3 separate regions of the Zea mays genome follow, and regions 1 and 3 are each linked to region 2. A link is a contact called in public Hi-C data. All regions are on one chromosome and are shown on one strand. Each heading gives the region's core, a stretch centred on a gene start, on an enhancer-like site or on the middle of the called end of the contact. The rest is flanking DNA. Distances are from core to core; before and after follow the strand shown. Region 1 holds the start of LOC100281729 (symbiotic ammonium transporter). Region 2 holds the start of LOC103625917 (CSC1-like protein RXW8). Region 3 holds the start of LOC100192745 (ubiquitin ligase protein FANCL).

Region 1 (2,700 bases), core at 71-2,570, 240 kb after region 2:
GAGATAGGAGATTTGCTGAAGATAGCCTAATAATTAAGTAATTGTGTACATGTTATTCTACACAATACACACTGCAACCCCAAGTTACAAATGAATTGAATATATACACACATGTCATATGTAGAATCACACATATTGATTCACATGGATGAATGGTTTGTTTGAACCATGCATCTAACAAAGACCCAAATAAAATACAGGATTTAGTTTAAATCAAGTTAGTTAAGCTGCACCACACACACTATCACAACCCCCGAATATTACCTTGAGTGGTAAAAGTTTTCTTGAGGGCCAAAAACAAAACCGCCAAGAAGTGTAGGTAGTTTCTTTGGCGGAAAATGGATATTATTGTTGTTGAGTGTAGGTAGTTTCTTTCGCCAAAACAAAACCAGAGATCCTTGTTTTTGCCGCCGCCCCCCCCCCCCCCCCCCCCCCCCCCCGCACAATCTAGTCAAAGATGTGGGAAGAACCCTATTATTCCCCTCAAAAGTGCTTAATTAAAACACGAGACTCAATTGACCAGACATGCACGTGGTAACGAGTAGTAATCCCTCTCTCAATTCACCAGACTAGCAGAGATCCTTGGTAGTCCCCCCCCCTCTCCTCCTAGCTCAGCTGTCCATGTAATTAACCCTTGATCAAGAGTTTGGAGCCACATCATACTTTGCTCCAACCACTGCTCCTTTAAAATCCGCGCGCAGCTCTCTCTCTCCTTCCCACGAAACGGCCCAACGGGCGACGCACCTAGGTGCGGTTGGGAGTCCACCCCAGGCCGGCCCTGCGAGTCCTGTAGATAATCTGTGGGCAAATCTCTTGATTAATCCACCGTTAGATCGGTCACCAGGTCATAGTCCACCATGGCATCTTTATTCTTTACACTGGCAAGCCACAAGGCTGCAGTGGCAACAAAATACATATCCAGCGCATTAATATGCACAAATCATTTCCCCAAAAAATAAAAAGTAAAAATTGCACAGACCACTGGTGTGTGTGTTGCCTCCCTAGCTAATGACGATCGTTCGTCGGGCGATTGTTTATCCCCGGACTAAACGATCCAGGCTGAGCTAGTAAGAAGTTGCCGTCTGTCGGGATATGAGTGGAGGAGGATCAAAGTAAACACCACCTCCTACATCTACATGCCTGCAGGATATATGCTGCACAATACAAAATGAATTCAATAATAAACTACGGTTCGTTCACACAAGTAGGAGTAGAGATCAATAAGACGGACGCCACCACTTGCACATTCACACGCAACACCCCCCGCCCGAGCAGAGTTTATATAAACAAGGCGATCGATGCGGCATCATGTCCATCCCACCACTCTCACTCACATCTCCATTGGTGGCCATTGCGAACGAACCCGAGCTCCGATCTCCACAGGTCCGTTGGTCGCGCTCTTCCTACCTTGCATCCTGAGCCACTCCAGCTATGTTATGTAGTATGGAGCAGCAGTACAGCTGGTTTTGGACATCGCACATCGCCTGCACAATGCGGTGATCTCCTCTCTGACACCCCCCGGCCGGGTCTGTTGATGCTGTGCAGGACTTGTTGAGCTTCCAAGCAGCTAGCAGCAGCATCGAGCGCTAGCAGTCCATTTGGATTTTGGTTTGGAATTGGAAGCAAGCAAGACGTCCAATTCCCAGTCCTCACCAATCAAATCAACCTGCAGATGGCAACGCAGTGGTTCTCCAACATGGTGAGTCCGTCCGTTACCGCGCTTTCACCTGCCGTCCCATTCCACGGCCCGCCCGCCGCTGAATGTGCCCTTTTTCTTGCCTGCCGCCGCGCGCAGGTGGTGGACGAGCCGAGCTTCTTCCACCAGTGGCAGTCGGACGCGCTGCTGGAGCAGTACACGGAGCAGCAGATCGCGGTCGCGTTCGGCGGCCACGGGGGTCTGGACCTCGACCTCGACCTGGACCTGGACCACGGCGTGGCGACGCCGCCGCCGCTGCAGCGAGTACCCGCGCCGGCGGCCGACCACCGCCCGCGCAAGGCGGCCAGGGGCAACGCCAGCTGGGACTCGTGCGTCACGGAGCAGGGCTCCCCCGACGACTACTCCTCGCCGACCATCCTCTCCTTCGCCGGCCACCACGCCAAGGCGCCCAAGCAGGAGCTGCTCGACGCCGCCGCCGCCGCGCTGCCGTCGTTCCAGCAGGCGCGCCCGGCGCCCAAGCGCTCCTACGACGACATGATGGCCGAGGCCGCCAGGTCGCCGGCGGCCGCCGCACGCCCGGCCTCACAGAACCAGGACCACATCTTGGCCGAGCGGAAGCGCCGCGAGAAGCTCAGCCAGCGCTTCATCGCGCTCTCCAAGATCGTCCCGGGCCTCAAGAAGGTACGAGTACGAATCGACACGAGTGTCCAAAATCCATGGCGACATGCCCCGAGCACCGACCACCAGCCAGCCGCCCAGTTCCCGTCAACCAACTAGCTAATTGTAACTGGTTTCGCAGATGGACAAGGCATCCGTGCTCGGCGACGCGATCAAGTACGTGAAGCAGCTGCAGGACCAGGTGAAGGGGCTGGAGGATGACGCCCGGAGGCGCCCGGTGGAGGCGGCGGTGCTGGTCAAGAAGTCGCAGCTGTCCGCCGACGACGACGAGGGCTCCTCCTGCGACGACAACTCCGTGGGCGCCGAGGCCTCCGCCACGCTTCTGCCGGAGATCGAGGCCCGGCTGTCGGGCCGCACGGTGCTGG
Region 2 (2,700 bases), core at 40-2,539:
ATCCTATGGGTTGTCTAGGCTCGGCAGGCCGACCTAGACTACTATAATCGACGTAGAGTTGAAGAGAAACAAAGAATCTAGGGATTGGAATACTAAACTAGGGCTAAACTAGAACTACTCCTAATGCGTAAGGTAAAAACGAGAAATAGATTTTATTTGATCGATTGTTGTGAGGTTCAATCGGCCGTAGCCCTTCATCTATATAAAGAGGATGTCTGGATCCGCTTTGAACTAATTTCCAAATCAATCCCACGGTTTTAGGTAACAAATCCCGCGAGAAACTAGAAACTCTAACTGACTCTGCGTATGCATGGACCGTCCGGTTCAGGACCGAACTATCCGTGAGGCACTTTTGGTCTCCAACACGTGGCAAGGAGCAAGTAGATTGAAGGCTGTCGTCTATCGATGGGATAGGTGTAGTGGCTTTGGAGATCGATGGTCATTGTTGTGTCAATCATGCTGGGTTTGTGTGCGGGAAGGGGTTGGGCGGACCGGTGGAGGAAGGGGCTACAGGGGACTAGGGGAGTTGGAGAGGGAGCTCGGAGCCTTGGGGCACACAAATCATGCGCAGACTAGGCCAGGTCGGCCCACCGTGTTTCAACCCAAATAGGTTTGGGCTGAGAAAGCCCAAAAAAAATATGAATCGTGTTGTGACAATATAAAAAGTAAAATTAGCGGTCCAACCTAGCTTATCGGGTCATGTCAGACCTTTTATTTGGTCGTATCGGTCAAACCTGACCTATATATTTAAACCATATAAAATATAAATATTATAACCATATATAGCTTTCTAAATTAAAGAACTAAACACCGGGCATTATCGGGTCGACACGGTCCAAGTCCGGCCCATTTGGGACTGTGTCGGAGGTCCGATAGACCAGAATTTGAGGTCCAACACACGACTGCCTTTGAGTTGTGCTAGTTTAGTATATTCATTTCGTGCTAATCTTTGTTTTGAGCTTTTTTTTGGACCGTGCTAGTGTTGGTGCTGGTCATAAAAGTCGGCCCATATTTCGAGCGATGACGCATGGTTGTCCGTGAGAGGGCACATATTTCTGTTTTATTGTTGCTGCTAGATAGACTTGGGTATTATTATTATTATTATTATTATTATTATTATTATTATTATTATTATTATTAAAGTTGTAGATATAGAGGTAGTCAGTTTGAAAACTAAAGTTTTTTATATTTTAAAAGGGTTTTACCAAGCAATGTTTCTCCTTGACTTTTATGGATGTGGTCGGAGAGATGCTTCATGCCGACCAGTCGAACCCTATAGAGCCCCACGCCATGCCATCCTCTCATCTCAAAAAGGAAGAAAATAAAAAGAAAGAGGACAGAAAAAATCGTAGCATCGCAAACGCCTACGCGGCCGCATGCATGCCCCCGACGCGGCCGATTGGGCATTTGGGGCGAACGGTTGTTTCGGCAAGGAAGCCGCGCCTACGCCCGCCCGCGCTCGCGCCTCTCCACCGCCGCCGGCGTGAACCTCAACCAAGCACCGCGCCCGCGCCGGCGACTGTCCATAAGGCCGTGTCCTGCCGTCGCGCACCCCTGCGTCGTACGATCGTCCACGATACCAAGGTATTAATCCAATCCCACATTGTTCTCTGACGACCTCCGTCCGTCAATGCCGGTCCCATCTCGTGCGCGCGTACGTGTTCTCGGCTTCGCCGGGATTGTTTAGGGACGTGCAGAACCGGCTGGGTTTTGACGCGGAGGTGGTGCGTTTGTTGTCCGCCGGTCTGAATTTATGATCCGTTTTCCATTATGATTTCCTGTGCATTTTAGCTGTTGTCAGATATCAAACCAAATCGGAGACGAGGGAATTAATCAACATTCTTTTCATCTGCATTTGAGGTGTTACATTTGCTAAGAATTGGGCATCTGTACCCTTTTTTCATCAAGAAAGAAAAAAAAAGGAAAACAAAATTTGGCTTCAAGTTTGCAATTTTATGTGTTTATTGGTAACCGAAGGGACCTGGGAGAGTGGGAGAGGGGTGTCATCGCTACATGCAGCCTATCTATATATCATAAGCTGCCTTGTCTGATCGTCAGCAACTCAGCATCACACTTGGATTGCGTGATTATATATAATTGGTTGTTGGTTTTGTTACGTAGTCAGGTATCAGCACAGACTGCAGCATCAGACTTATTTGGCTGGAGAAATCAGGGATCATCAGAGTCAAAGGCAACAAGATTCTGCTACCATATCAGTGCAAGCGAATGGCTGACTGTTTAAAGACATGCCTGGATCTTCTATTGTGAATTCGCAGTTCTTTCATGGGTGGATTGTCAGGATCCCAAACTGGTAGAGGTGGGGGATGGAATTCTCTGCTCTTCTGACTTCAGCGGGGATAAACATCGCTGTCTGCGTGCTCTTCTTGTCCCTCTATTCGATCCTCAGGAAGCAGCCTCACAACTTCAGCGTCTACTTTGGGAGGCGGCTTGCTGAAGAGAGGTTCCAGAGGCAGGACGATTACTTCTCGTTTGAGAGGCTACTGCCTACTGCTGGTTGGATTGTAAAGGCGTACTGGTGCACCGAAGAAGAGATTCGACAAGTTGCTGGCTTGGACTCTGTTGTGTTCCTTCGCCTCTTCATTTTCAGGTTTTTCTCATCGATATTAGTGTATTGAGTGCTTGCAACTCTAATGGTTCGAATCACTTGAATGGTAACTCATAAATGCATTGAATGATTTA
Region 3 (2,700 bases), core at 22-2,521, 150 kb before region 2:
GCTACGAGATACACGATCGAGACTATATGTGACTATTAACCGCAAGCGTGTGATGTCACATCGTTGAGGGGTCAAGGTCGTGAAAACTCTACTACAGGAGGATCAACAAGTCTACTAACACCACATCACCGGAATCTACTTACGACTTACATGACCGAGAACGGTGCCACATTCCAGCTACTGATCGATGAGGAGGGGAATTGTCAACTATCCATGACTCCATTGGCAGCGGAGAGAGACAAAGGGAGAAAGAGCGAGACACATCACAACATCGAGGGGTCAGCGTCACGAAAACTCCAGTATAGGAGGATCAACAAGACTACTTACGTCATACTACACCACCACCAAAATCTACCTACTACTCATACCACCACCAAAATCTACTTACTACTCACGCGATCGAGAGTGATGCCGCAGTTTAGCCATTGGCTAGTTAGAGCAACTCCAGTAGTTCTCTAAAATACTCCCTAAATCAATAATTTAGATAGTTAACTTAAAAACTCATCTCCAACAGCTCTCTAAGTGAACTTCCTAAATTTAGTCACTTCTCATCTAACCTTATTTCCTACCTACATTTAGCAACCACTTACCAACTCCCGAAACATAAAATCTGGCACACTTCTTTTATTTAGACGTCTTTTCCATATTCTGAGCTCATGCGTCAGCTGTCGGTGAAGCACAATTGCAGCACCTAGTAAGTTAGAGATTAAACAATTAATAATGTAACAGTTGCACATACACATATTGAGAATAAACAATTGTGGCAACAAATCAAAAGGACAACACAACTCACCATGTTGAATCAGTTTGCTGACGAGGTCACAATTTTGAGATCGAGTTGCAGAAGGGAGATGAAAACAAAAGAAAAAATGGCTAATCCCACTCAAATTGGTGATATGACAAGTTTTAACATATTTAGGAAGTAATATATAGAGAACCGTTGGAGGAGATAAGTTTTTTTGTTTCCTATATTATTTGAGGACTTGCTAAATCTCATATTTAGGTAGTAGAAATATACATAACTATTGGAGCTGCTCTTAGGAGGTAAAGTGTCGACTATCCGTGACTCCATTAGCGCAAGAGAAGGCGGCGTGACTTGGGGCTTGGGTTGGATTTTTGGGCGATAGTGCCTCGCCTCCTATGCGGTGGACTGAGCCTTGCATGTACGCTCACCGTATGGACCGTTTGGCTCGAACTGTCTTGAGCCCAAGGAAATCTGGGCCTTTAATCGTCGTCACCTAGCTCGCGGATGGTCCGCACGCAGTTTCCACCGTCAGTATCGCATTGGAGTGAAACAACTCCCATCATTGCCACCGATTAGGAACTTAGGAATGGACTCGCCGGTGCCTGCTACGCTCGCGCGCGCGCCAGCGAGACCGCAAGCGCGGGCGGGCGAGGAGGCTTGCGCGGATACTCGGCAGGATGCTCCGGCGGAAGCGGAGCCACCTCCCCGTCGGCCGGCCGCGTTCTACAGCTCCGTGTTCGCGCAGGTACGCCAGCCGCTCGACGAAATGCTGCGCTGACAGATGCCGCAAGGAAATCGTTTGCGCGTATGTGGGATTGGTGGCATGGCGTTCATATTCTATTTGGACTTTTGCGCGTGCAGATCGAAGAGATCGGGTGGAAGCAGCTGGTGAGCGCCACAGGAGACGGAGTGTCCTGTCTCACCTTCCGCGTCGTGTAAGGATTCCTCTCATGTTGCTGCCAATCGGCACTAATCTCTTTCTATAGGTTTATATTGTATGACTGTTTGGAGAAAAAAAAAACTACTGCCGTTCAGGCGGTTGAGCAACGCTGGTGCATTACATACTGAATTTTGTCAGTTTGATAGTTGTTCGAAAAGGTTATTTCAGAAACCTGTCTGAACATTGTAATGCGTATGAACAACAATCGCAATTGTAGCAGCGTTTATTTGGAGGCACCCCTTTAATTCTATTCTGTTGTTTGAAAGTTGAAACTATGGCTTATGTATCTGCCAGGGATGAACCAGGACGGATGCATTTACTGGAGATCACACTGCCCATGGGCTATCCCGAAAGTCCTCCTTCAATCTCTGCAGTTAGTCTCTATCCTGATATTTCCATAAACTAGGCCTGTTTTTATTATACTTTGCAGTTGCATGAAATTTCAGAACCATAACCATATGGGCTATAATTGAACTTGTCTCATTAACAGGACGTACCATATCTCCCGAAAATACATTGGTCAAAAAACTCAAGACTGAAAGATGTTATTTGCCAATTTCAAGCGGTAGGTGAACTGTTTATATCGCCTAAAACATATGGTTGTCCTATTCGTGGATTGTTATGTTGTGTTGTTCTATGTTATTGGGTTCACACAATCAGCACTTGAAAATCTTGCAAGAGTTCTGGAATACGATGGACGAGATTGATAAGGTCCTTTGGATTGTTGATCCAACAAAGCCGTCTTATGCTATGTCTCATCGTCGTATAGCTTTAGGTAATTCCCTTACTCGTCTGCAAGTGATAGTTGCGGTCCCCTTATTTATGTTTGCTTAGATTGCTATTTGTGCCTGAAATCACTAGGTGACGATTGCTACATTTTGTTGCAAGTTGATGCACGCAAGCCCAACTCCTTACCAGAGTAAGGTCAGATTTTAGGACTATTTGAAGCCAACCATGGTTGATCCCATGTGTCACCATTTCTTCTAGGTGTCGCTTCTTGGGCACAGATGGCAAA

What was found. Hi-C and Micro-C count contacts between places; a contact is called where the count stands out from the background.
Region 1: a Hi-C map of tassel shows a contact between it and region 2, with 3 times the contacts expected there. The contact joins the promoter of LOC100281729 here to the promoter of LOC103625917 in region 2. A contact is called at or near these places in 4 of 25 Hi-C or Micro-C datasets (ear, endosperm, leaf and 1 more).
Region 3: a Hi-C map of leaf shows a contact between it and region 2, with 8 times the contacts expected there. The contact joins the promoter of LOC100192745 here to the promoter of LOC103625917 in region 2. A contact is called at or near these places in 5 of 25 Hi-C or Micro-C datasets (ear, leaf and tassel).

What each region holds. Positions count from the first base shown.
Region 1 is chr5:10,135,081-10,137,780 of Zm-B73-REFERENCE-NAM-5.0, forward strand. LOC100281729 (symbiotic ammonium transporter) reads left to right here and starts at 1,321. Exons shown (of 5, transcript NM_001353171.1): 1 at 1,321-1,383; 2 at 1,546-1,699; 3 at 1,796-2,338; 4 at 2,457-2,700. The coding sequence starts at 1,673.
Region 2 is chr5:9,898,520-9,901,219 of Zm-B73-REFERENCE-NAM-5.0, forward strand. LOC103625917 (CSC1-like protein RXW8) reads left to right here and starts at 1,290. Exons shown (of 11, transcript XM_008646320.3): 1 at 1,290-1,584; 2 at 2,126-2,608. The coding sequence starts at 2,325.
Region 3 is chr5:9,751,776-9,754,475 of Zm-B73-REFERENCE-NAM-5.0, forward strand. LOC100192745 (ubiquitin ligase protein FANCL) reads left to right here and starts at 1,272. Exons shown (of 10, transcript NM_001137944.2): 1 at 1,272-1,490; 2 at 1,607-1,680; 3 at 1,980-2,058; 4 at 2,176-2,250; 5 at 2,346-2,460; 6 at 2,547-2,604; 7 at 2,673-2,700. The coding sequence starts at 1,332.